Regions from separate parts of the Mus musculus genome. Here region 2 is linked to region 1. Evidence: chromatin contacts called from public Micro-C data. All regions are on one chromosome and are shown on one strand. The core of a region is the stretch at or near the end of the contact, and the rest is flanking DNA. Distances in the headings are between cores, read along the strand shown.

Region 1 (4,042 bases), core at 545-3,044:
ATAGGAAGTCATTCCTATTCAACTGGAGCACAGTCTGATCAATAAGCTACATATACGCTGTTTAAAAACATTCAAATAATATTTTTTAAAATCATTAGTGAGTTGGTGTGGTAGCAGACACCTTTAATACCAGCACTCAGGAGGCAGAGGAGGCAGAGGCAGAGGCAGAGGCAGAGGCAGAGGCAGAGGCAGAGGCAGAGGCAGAGGCAGAGGCAGAGGCAGAGGCAGAGGCAGAGGCAGAGGCAGAGGCAGAGGCAGAGGCAGAGGCAGAGGCAGAGGCAGAGGCAGAGGCAGAGGCAGAGGCAGAAGGAGATAGTTTTTTGTGAGTTCAGGGCCAGCCAGGTCTACATAGTGAGTTACAGTGTATTCGCGCCTACATTCCTTGCTTCAAATTAAAAAAAGAAAACATTTATGAAGAACTAGAGAAATGGGTCGATGGTTAATGACATTCAACGGTCTTCAGAGGACCTAAGTTGGGTTCCCATGTCAGCTCACAGATGCCTTTAATTCCAGCTCCAGGGACTCCAGCGTCCTCTTCTGGCCTCCTCTGCCACCTGCATGTACATGGCATACATCCAAACATATTTTTAAAAAATAAAAAATAAGTCCTAAAGGATCATTAGTAAAAAGTAAAGACATTCGTTCCCTCCTCCCCGCCCCCCGCCACAGGCACCCTGGCTTGGTAGCATGAAATTGATTGCCTTTTGGTTAAAGTGCTGAGAGAAATGTTAAAAACTATTTCCAGTCCCTTCAAATCCTAAGTGCCAGAGACTGCCTACTGTGTTTGTAAAAATGAAACCTTCTAGACAGTGGATACTCTGACTCATTCTGGAATACTATTGGAAATGTGTACTTAAAATTTCTTTTGTTGACTTTGGTTTTTGACAGTTTCATGCATGTTTAAAGTGCTCTGACCTGATCTCTCTAGTACATCTGTCACCTTCTTTCTCCCTACAAGTCCCTTTCCCATGTTCATTTGGGGTTGTGGTTTTGTTTTGTTTTGTTGTTTGTTTGGGGAGTATAACCAGGGTCTCTGTGTGCCCTTGGCTTTGGAACACTTCCCCAGAACCTGGTGAGCTCCACAGTGAGTACACACGCAACTGAAGACAATGGCTGAGCCTCCTCCAAAATCCTTCAGTATCCAACAGCTCAGAAGGGAAAGTAGGACCCTCTGGGCAGCCTCCTCAGTTTTTGATTGACTGGTGAAGGGTGCAGTCCGCTGTGGACCACTGCATGCAGCCTCAGCAGCTGGAAAGGCATGACGTCGTTGGCTGTCCATTTCCAGAGGTCAGCGTCTCACACTCTATCTTCTGGCTCTGACGTTCTTTCTACCCTCTCTTCTGAGATTCTCCCACTTTTCTGCAATGAATGGATATGTGTAGTTGTTCAAATTGTTAAGAATAAGTGATGGCATTCCCTTCTCCCAAGGCATTAAGGAAGACGGGGCAAAAGATTCTAAGAGCCAGAAGCAGTAATAACTATAGTGAAATTGTGTTTTCAGAACACAACAGGGCAGTTACATATATGAACTGACAGCGGGTATGACACCATGAACCTAGATCAAGCCAGACAAAACCTCAAAACAAAACGAAACAAAACAAGCAAACAAACAAAAAGCCCTTTAAAGTGCGTTCTGATCTAATCTCTCTAGTACCCCTGTCATCTTCCTTCTCCCTACAAATTCCGTCCCCACATTCATTTGGGATTGTTTTGTTTTTGTTGTAGCTGTGGAGTTGTTGGCAGTTGATGGCAGCTGGGAGAGGTAGTTGATTTTCTTAGGGACGCTGTCCCTGCGAGGTTGCCATGGTCCAGTAGATGGCGCTCCGTCTATTCAAACACTGAGGATACTAAGTGGACTCCATGGGGAGTGAGAGAGAAGTGGGAGGAGAAAAGAGAGGGAGGAAGAGAGAAAGGAGGGAAGGAGGGAAGGAGGGAGGGAGGGAGGGAGGGAGGGAGGGAGGGAGAGAGAGAGAGAGAGAGAGAGAGAGAGAGAGAGAGAGAGAGAGAGAGAGAGAGAGAGAGAGAATGTTCAGCACTGAATAGAACATTTGTGTTAATAAGTGTTCTCGGTGGTCTCAGACTCTAAGGTGCACCCAAATCATCTTGAGAATTTGTTACAAAGTGGCTGCCATACTCAGTTCTCCAGAGTTTCTACTTTGGTTGGTTTAGTCTAGAAGGAGCCTCAGAATTTACCTCGCAAGATTCCTGGTGATGTGGCTGATGCTGGCTGAGGACCAAACTTCACTTATTTTAATATAACTGTACCTGGGTCATATTTTAAAACCAGATCATATTTCTCCATCTGTCCTTCCCTGTGTAGTGCTCAATAACTTCCACAGTTTTAATGGAATAATATTTTAATCTGAAAGTCAATAAAGAACTGGGTATTGTGGCCCAGGCCTGAAATCCCAGCTCTTGGGAGGCAGGCATAGGAAAATGACCATACTTTTGCGCCCAGCCTGGGCGACACAACAAGTTCAAGGCAGCCAGAGATACAGAATGAGACTATTCCTCAAAAAGCCAAGAAGTAAAGAGTAAAAGCCAAAAATCAGGGGCTGGAAAGATGGCTCGGGGGTTAAGAACACTGACTGCTCTTCCAGAGGAACCAGGTTTCATTCTGGGGACCACAAGGCTCCTCACAACACCTTGTAACCCCAGTTCTGGTGAATTAACACTCTTCTGCCCACTTCAGGCACTGCACAAACATGTGCAGTCATATGTGCAGGTAAAACACCTATACACATAAAATAAAATGTTTTTTAAAAGAAAGAAAAGGTAAATGTTAAGGACTTAAAAGTAATGTATTAAAAAGATTATTTTAAAAATATTGTCATCATTTCTTATCATTTTTATTTCTATAAAATCTCATTAAAATCTATAGTTAGAATATAAAGAAAAAATATTTAATCTTGTCTGCATTATTAAAATTATAAGTTATTCATAGAAACATGACACACTTATAAAAGTATTGCTTTTGGCTTTCTGTTGTGCATGTTTGGAAATTTACTGTTTAAACCATGAAAAAGCAACAAATGAAAGATTTGAAAATTTTAGTGGCTTGAAAAGTTTTACAACTTAGAGTGTCCATTAAAATACCCTGGTTCAGGGGCACAGCCTGCTGGAAGGGGCACAGCCTGCTGGATGTTCCTGGTATTACAAGTAGAAAAATTCCAGCAGCTATCATTTAGTATAGTTTTATGAAAAATTCTTAACTGCTTTTTAAAAGCACCCTGACCCTGCTCGTAAACTTTAAAGAGTTCAAGGTTTTTCTAGTGTTGTTGTCTTCCTCGTTAGGAGTTTTTGAACAAGTGCTCAACCTTCGGGTAGAAAATGTTTTTAAATTTGTATTTTATTGTTGGTGGTGTTGGTGTTTCTCTGTGTGCAAATGCCCACCATGGCACACGTATAAAGGTCAGAAGACATGGAAGTTTGTGGAGCTGGTTTCTTCCTCCTGCCTTTCACGCAGGTTTCAGTCTTCAGACTTAGGTCAATGGGTTTGCCCTAAAGCAAGCACCTTCATCCACTGGGCCATCTCACCGGCTCTTAAGCAGAACATGTTTTGAGGGAAATGCTAAGGAAAGAATAGTTTTCTGTCCTCTCAAATCATGATAGTTGCTGCAGACTGCAATGACTTAAGATGCTCTTTATCCAGTAGAAGACCATCATTGGAAGTTCAACTATTCCATGTTCCTCACTTGCTGCCTCAGTATTAGTAAGGTTTGACTGTTGAAGCCAGCCAGACCCAACAAGGAGAACTGCATGAGCACGCATGCACACACACACACACACACCACATACACACACAAATTGTCAATAAACACCAGTAAAATGGACCTAGCAACACCTTCACAGTAGCTAATACAGGTGGGAGTTTACTTAGGAGACATTTACTTGCCATATTCATGACCAAGCCATCATTCCAATCACTACGAGTCCATCTGCTGAAGCCTGGTAACTCCACAGTAGGAATTTGGGGCCAGATGTTCCAGTCCAGATGTGTACAGGAGAGATGAACCATGCTTTTGGATGCTTTTAGGTTCCC
Region 2 (4,042 bases), core at 1,141-3,640, 450 kb before region 1:
GTGCATGCGTGTGTGAAAACATGTAAATGTATTGGATACCTATAATCATACCTACTCAACATAAACCCCTTAGTTAGATAATCAAGTCCTTGAACAGAGCACAGGTTCACTGTAGCAGAGAGTATTAAGAAGTAAACAGAAAAGAATGAGAAGTTCCAGGATGTACTTCACTCAGCATATGAATGCTTTGTCATAAACTCGTTGGTCAAAATCCAGGACTATATACTGTGGGCATGTTAAGTCACCAAGTGAGAAGGGACCCAGGCACCTTGTCTGGTATCTAGTAAGCACTGCCTATCACAAAGGAACTAAAGAAACTACTTTGGTAGCCCATGCACACATTCATCATCTCAAATTAATTTATTTTATACATATATAGTTCAATTTAGATTTTCTGTGAAAGAAAACAAAATGCAACAGTTTGTATTTCTTGGTCCCATTATTTCCTCTTGTTCTCTCTACCTCTGTCCCATACCTTTAGATTTTTCTTCTTTCCCCTAGTCCGGAGGGGGAGGGGGAGGGGGAGGGAGAGGGAGACGATGGAGATGACCGAGACGACCGAGACGACGGAGACACAGAGATAGAGTGAGCATGTGCTTGAGTAGGTTGACATCAGTATTGGGTTTCTTTCTTCATCACTAAATTTTGAAACAAAGTGTCTCACTGGACCTTGAATTCACTGATTCAGACAGACTCATGGACCACTCCAAGATCTGCCTCTTTGTGTGCCAATCTCTGCCCAAGCACTAGGGTCACAGATTCAGGCAGCCATGCCAAGCCTTTTCAGATGGGGAACTGAAGTCAGGTCCTCATTCTTGCACAAGAACTGTACCAACTGTACCACTTTCTCAGCCCCTGTGTCCAAAGTCTTAATATGCTTCTCATAGTGTCAGCCTTTCGATTGACTTTGGCCCCTTAGCTACAGCTCATACTCACACACAGGCCACACCCCTCCATGAGAGATCTATCTATAAGTGCTAATGGAAGAGAGTTCCATAAAGCAGTTTTAGCCCTGTAATGGCTTATACACGGTTCTGAAGTGTTAGGACGGTGAGAGTGTGACAACATCACTGCATCCATAGGCAGACTCTGAGGTAGGCCTTCTATCCACAGGAAGTCCATCTGAAAGTCACTTTCTATCAGTATGTGTTAGCTTTAATTGCAAGTGACAGAAATGCCTGAACAATTACATAAGATCAAAGTGGTTTCTCACAGAAGGGGAATGAATGGTTTGGTCCAGAGCAGAAACCCTGCTCTGATGTCTTCAGGGACTCATGCATCTTCCTCCCCAAGCCCCTCACTAAGGTCTTTTTATTCACAGACAATGTAGTAACAGTGGTTCTGCGTTACCCACAACCAGATAAAGGAAATGACAAAGCAGGGTGAATTTGTTGTGGTCTAGGATCTGCTCCACAAAACACAGGAAGACTGATCTAAGTCAGATAGAGATTGTTTATTGAACACACATCTTAGTATTGATCGATCAGGACCATAGCTCAGAATTGGGCCTGGGGCTATGGCATCAAACATTTGGAAGAGTAGGCTTATTAAAAAAAAAAAAAAGTTCATGTGTACATGCAGGACATGCCATCCAGTGGTCAGCCCTGACTCCAGATATTTTAGTCAGAACAGTTCATATTGACCTTTAAGTTGATGGAATTAAAATTCTGTGGAATTCTTTAGGATTAACAAACCTAGAACATGCTGAACATAACAGGGGCTGCAGTCAATATGATCCTGCTCTGAGTCAAGTTATTTTTCTGTGTCAATGAGTGGCAGGTATATTACAGCAACAAAATGAAATAACTGGTGAGCATGGAACAAAATGGCTACAGCTATGCTGGAGGGCAGACCTCAACCACTTTTCATTGGCTGTAATCCACGACCAACTATAGGGAAAGTCTAATTTCTGGGCAGCCCACAGCAAGGACCTTGCCATCTGTAAGACTTAAAACAGGTACAGGAGGGTGGCTACTACTCTGTCTCTCAGGGACCTGAGCTCCCAAGCTTTGGCCTCAGGCTAACACCCCATCACTGTGTTCTTACCATGGAGGTCTCAAGGCCTTCACAGCCAGAAGCCAATCTCCAGCCATAGTCAGTCACTAACTTACAGGACATGTGTTCACTATATCTCTGAAAGAATTAAAAGTTCTATAAACACACAAATCCATCAAGATAGCAGGCAAATGGAACTTCCTTTGGCAAGAATGAAAGGAGACAGACAATTGCAAGCTCAGGTACCACTCCTCTGCAATGCCAAGACATCTCCGAGGTTCTTGGTGATTCTCTTGGAGGCCTCTTGTCTCTTCCTATTAAGCTAGACTTCTGACGTGTGTTCTCTGCTCAGAAGGCAGACAAACTCTCTGATTAAGGGACTCTGCTGAGTCATGCTATTTAAGGATCCTGGCTGCTTGGCCCCATTCACTGCAGCTCATCTGAGCTCTGCATTCTTTACCCACAGGCTGGAGCAAGCTACCAAAAATAGCCCCCTCAAAGTACCACCTACAATATGGCAGGAAAGATATAAACTACACACACACACACACACACACACACACATATTTGCTATGTCCTCCATTGCTTCTTATCCTCAATTTTGTCTAGATGTGTTTTTCGAAAAAAGAGAAAAGGACAAGAAGAGAGAAAGAAAGAAAGAAAGAAAGAGAGAGAGAAAGGAAGAAAGAAAGAGGGAGAGAGAGAGAGGAAGGAAGGAAGGAAGGAAGAAAGAAAGAGGGATGGAGCAAGGGAGAGAGGGAGGTAGAGGAGGGTTAAGTGTAACTTTTTTATCCATAATTAATAGTGGCTCTTAAGTCTGGGTTGATAGGGTGAAAATCACATCCAAAGGAAGCCTAAGCTATAATAGATGCTTTCCTAGTGGACTTAAAGCATGCAGCCAACAGCTTTGAAAATAGTCTCTCCTCCCCTCCCCTCCCCTCCCCTCCCCTCCCCTCCCCTCCCCTCCCGTCCCCTCCCCTCCCCTCCCCTCCCGTCCCCTCCCCTCCCCTCCCCTCCCCTCCCCTCCCCCCTCCCTCCCCTCCCCTCCCCTCTCCTTTCCTTTTGTTTGTCCTTCTTTCTTTCATTTTTTTTTTAAACTTCATCTCTTTTATTGTTAGGTAATGCATGACACTGCAGTGACTTTGCACAAATCAAGACAGAGTCAAATAACAATGGCTGCAAGTTTTTATGCACCTTCCAGGATTCAGCCCCAGCTCCAGAGTTTGGTGAGTAGGACTGGCTCTTCTGTATGGGGTTGGCCAAGGTAGATACACCCCATTGATGATGATAAAATGGTGTTATGGTCTCTTCCCACAGAAAGCCTTAGAGCAACTAGGAACTGGTCCTTCAGAACCTTGGGTTCAGGCATCCTAGATCTTATAGCTTCATTTGGGTTAGTCACTAGAAACAAATAATTAAAAATCAGGCAATAGCTTGGTCCTCAGAAGGCTGAGCCAGGATGCTCATAGTTTTGCTACAGATACACACACACACACACACACACACACACGCACACACACACACACCTGCATGGTTTTGGTTTTGGTTTTTTTTCCTTTTTATTTGAGTGCAGGGTTGTTGTGTTTTTTTTTTGTTTTTTTGTTTTTGTCTTTTTTGTCTTACTCTCAAATTTACTTAAAAAATATTTCCTGTGTGATATGACCCTGGAGTCTGGGCTCTGTGGCACCAGCACTCTAAAGATTTTGTTTGCTTGTTTTTTTTTTTTTTCTGCTCATTCTCAAGCTACCTAGAATTCTGGCTCTACTCAAAGCTCTGTAATTCTAAATGATGTTTTTCTTTTCTCTAGATTATATTTGCTTTTGTGTTTTTGTTTTGTTTGTTACTGTATTTATCTTGTTTTGTTTTGTTTTGTTTTGTTTTGTTTTGACAGGGTTTCTCTGTGTAGTCCTAGCTATCCCGGAACTCACTCTTTAGACCAGACTGGTCTTGAACACAGAGACCTGCTTTCTTCTGTCCCCTTTAGTGCTGGCACTAAGGGTGGCACCACTGTCCTGCTTTAGATTATATTTACAATGCCCTGATCCTA

The links. Hi-C and Micro-C count contacts between places; a contact is called where the count stands out from the background.
Region 2: a Micro-C map of the G1E-ER4 cell line shows a contact between it and region 1. The contact joins two enhancer-like sites. A contact is called at or near these places in 3 of 15 datasets of contacts at CTCF or cohesin (the G1E-ER4 cell line, large pre-B cells and pro-B cells), 72 of 484 Hi-C or Micro-C datasets (the AML12 cell line, the AtT-20 cell line, the Ba/F3 cell line and 41 more), 2 of 115 datasets of contacts at active chromatin or transcription factors (embryonic basal ganglia and large pre-B cells) and 1 of 9 other capture datasets (adipose tissue).

The regions. Positions count from the first base shown.
Region 1 is chr1:52,300,528-52,304,569 of GRCm38.p6, reverse strand. No RefSeq gene overlaps it. Among named protein-coding and RNA genes, the nearest start is that of Gm31955, 3.1 kb to the left of the region's middle. Within about 2 kb of position 1,794, at least 9 of the 459 cell types and tissues checked have an H3K27ac peak or open chromatin away from gene starts, as enhancers often do. A contact at or near this core is called in the G1E-ER4 cell line and neural progenitor cells, where this site is marked.
Region 2 is chr1:52,751,294-52,755,335 of GRCm38.p6, reverse strand. No RefSeq gene overlaps it. Among named protein-coding and RNA genes, the nearest start is that of Mfsd6, 26 kb to the right of the region's middle. Within about 2 kb of position 2,390, at least 33 of the 459 cell types and tissues checked have an H3K27ac peak or open chromatin away from gene starts, as enhancers often do. A contact at or near this core is called in the G1E-ER4 cell line and neural progenitor cells, where this site is marked.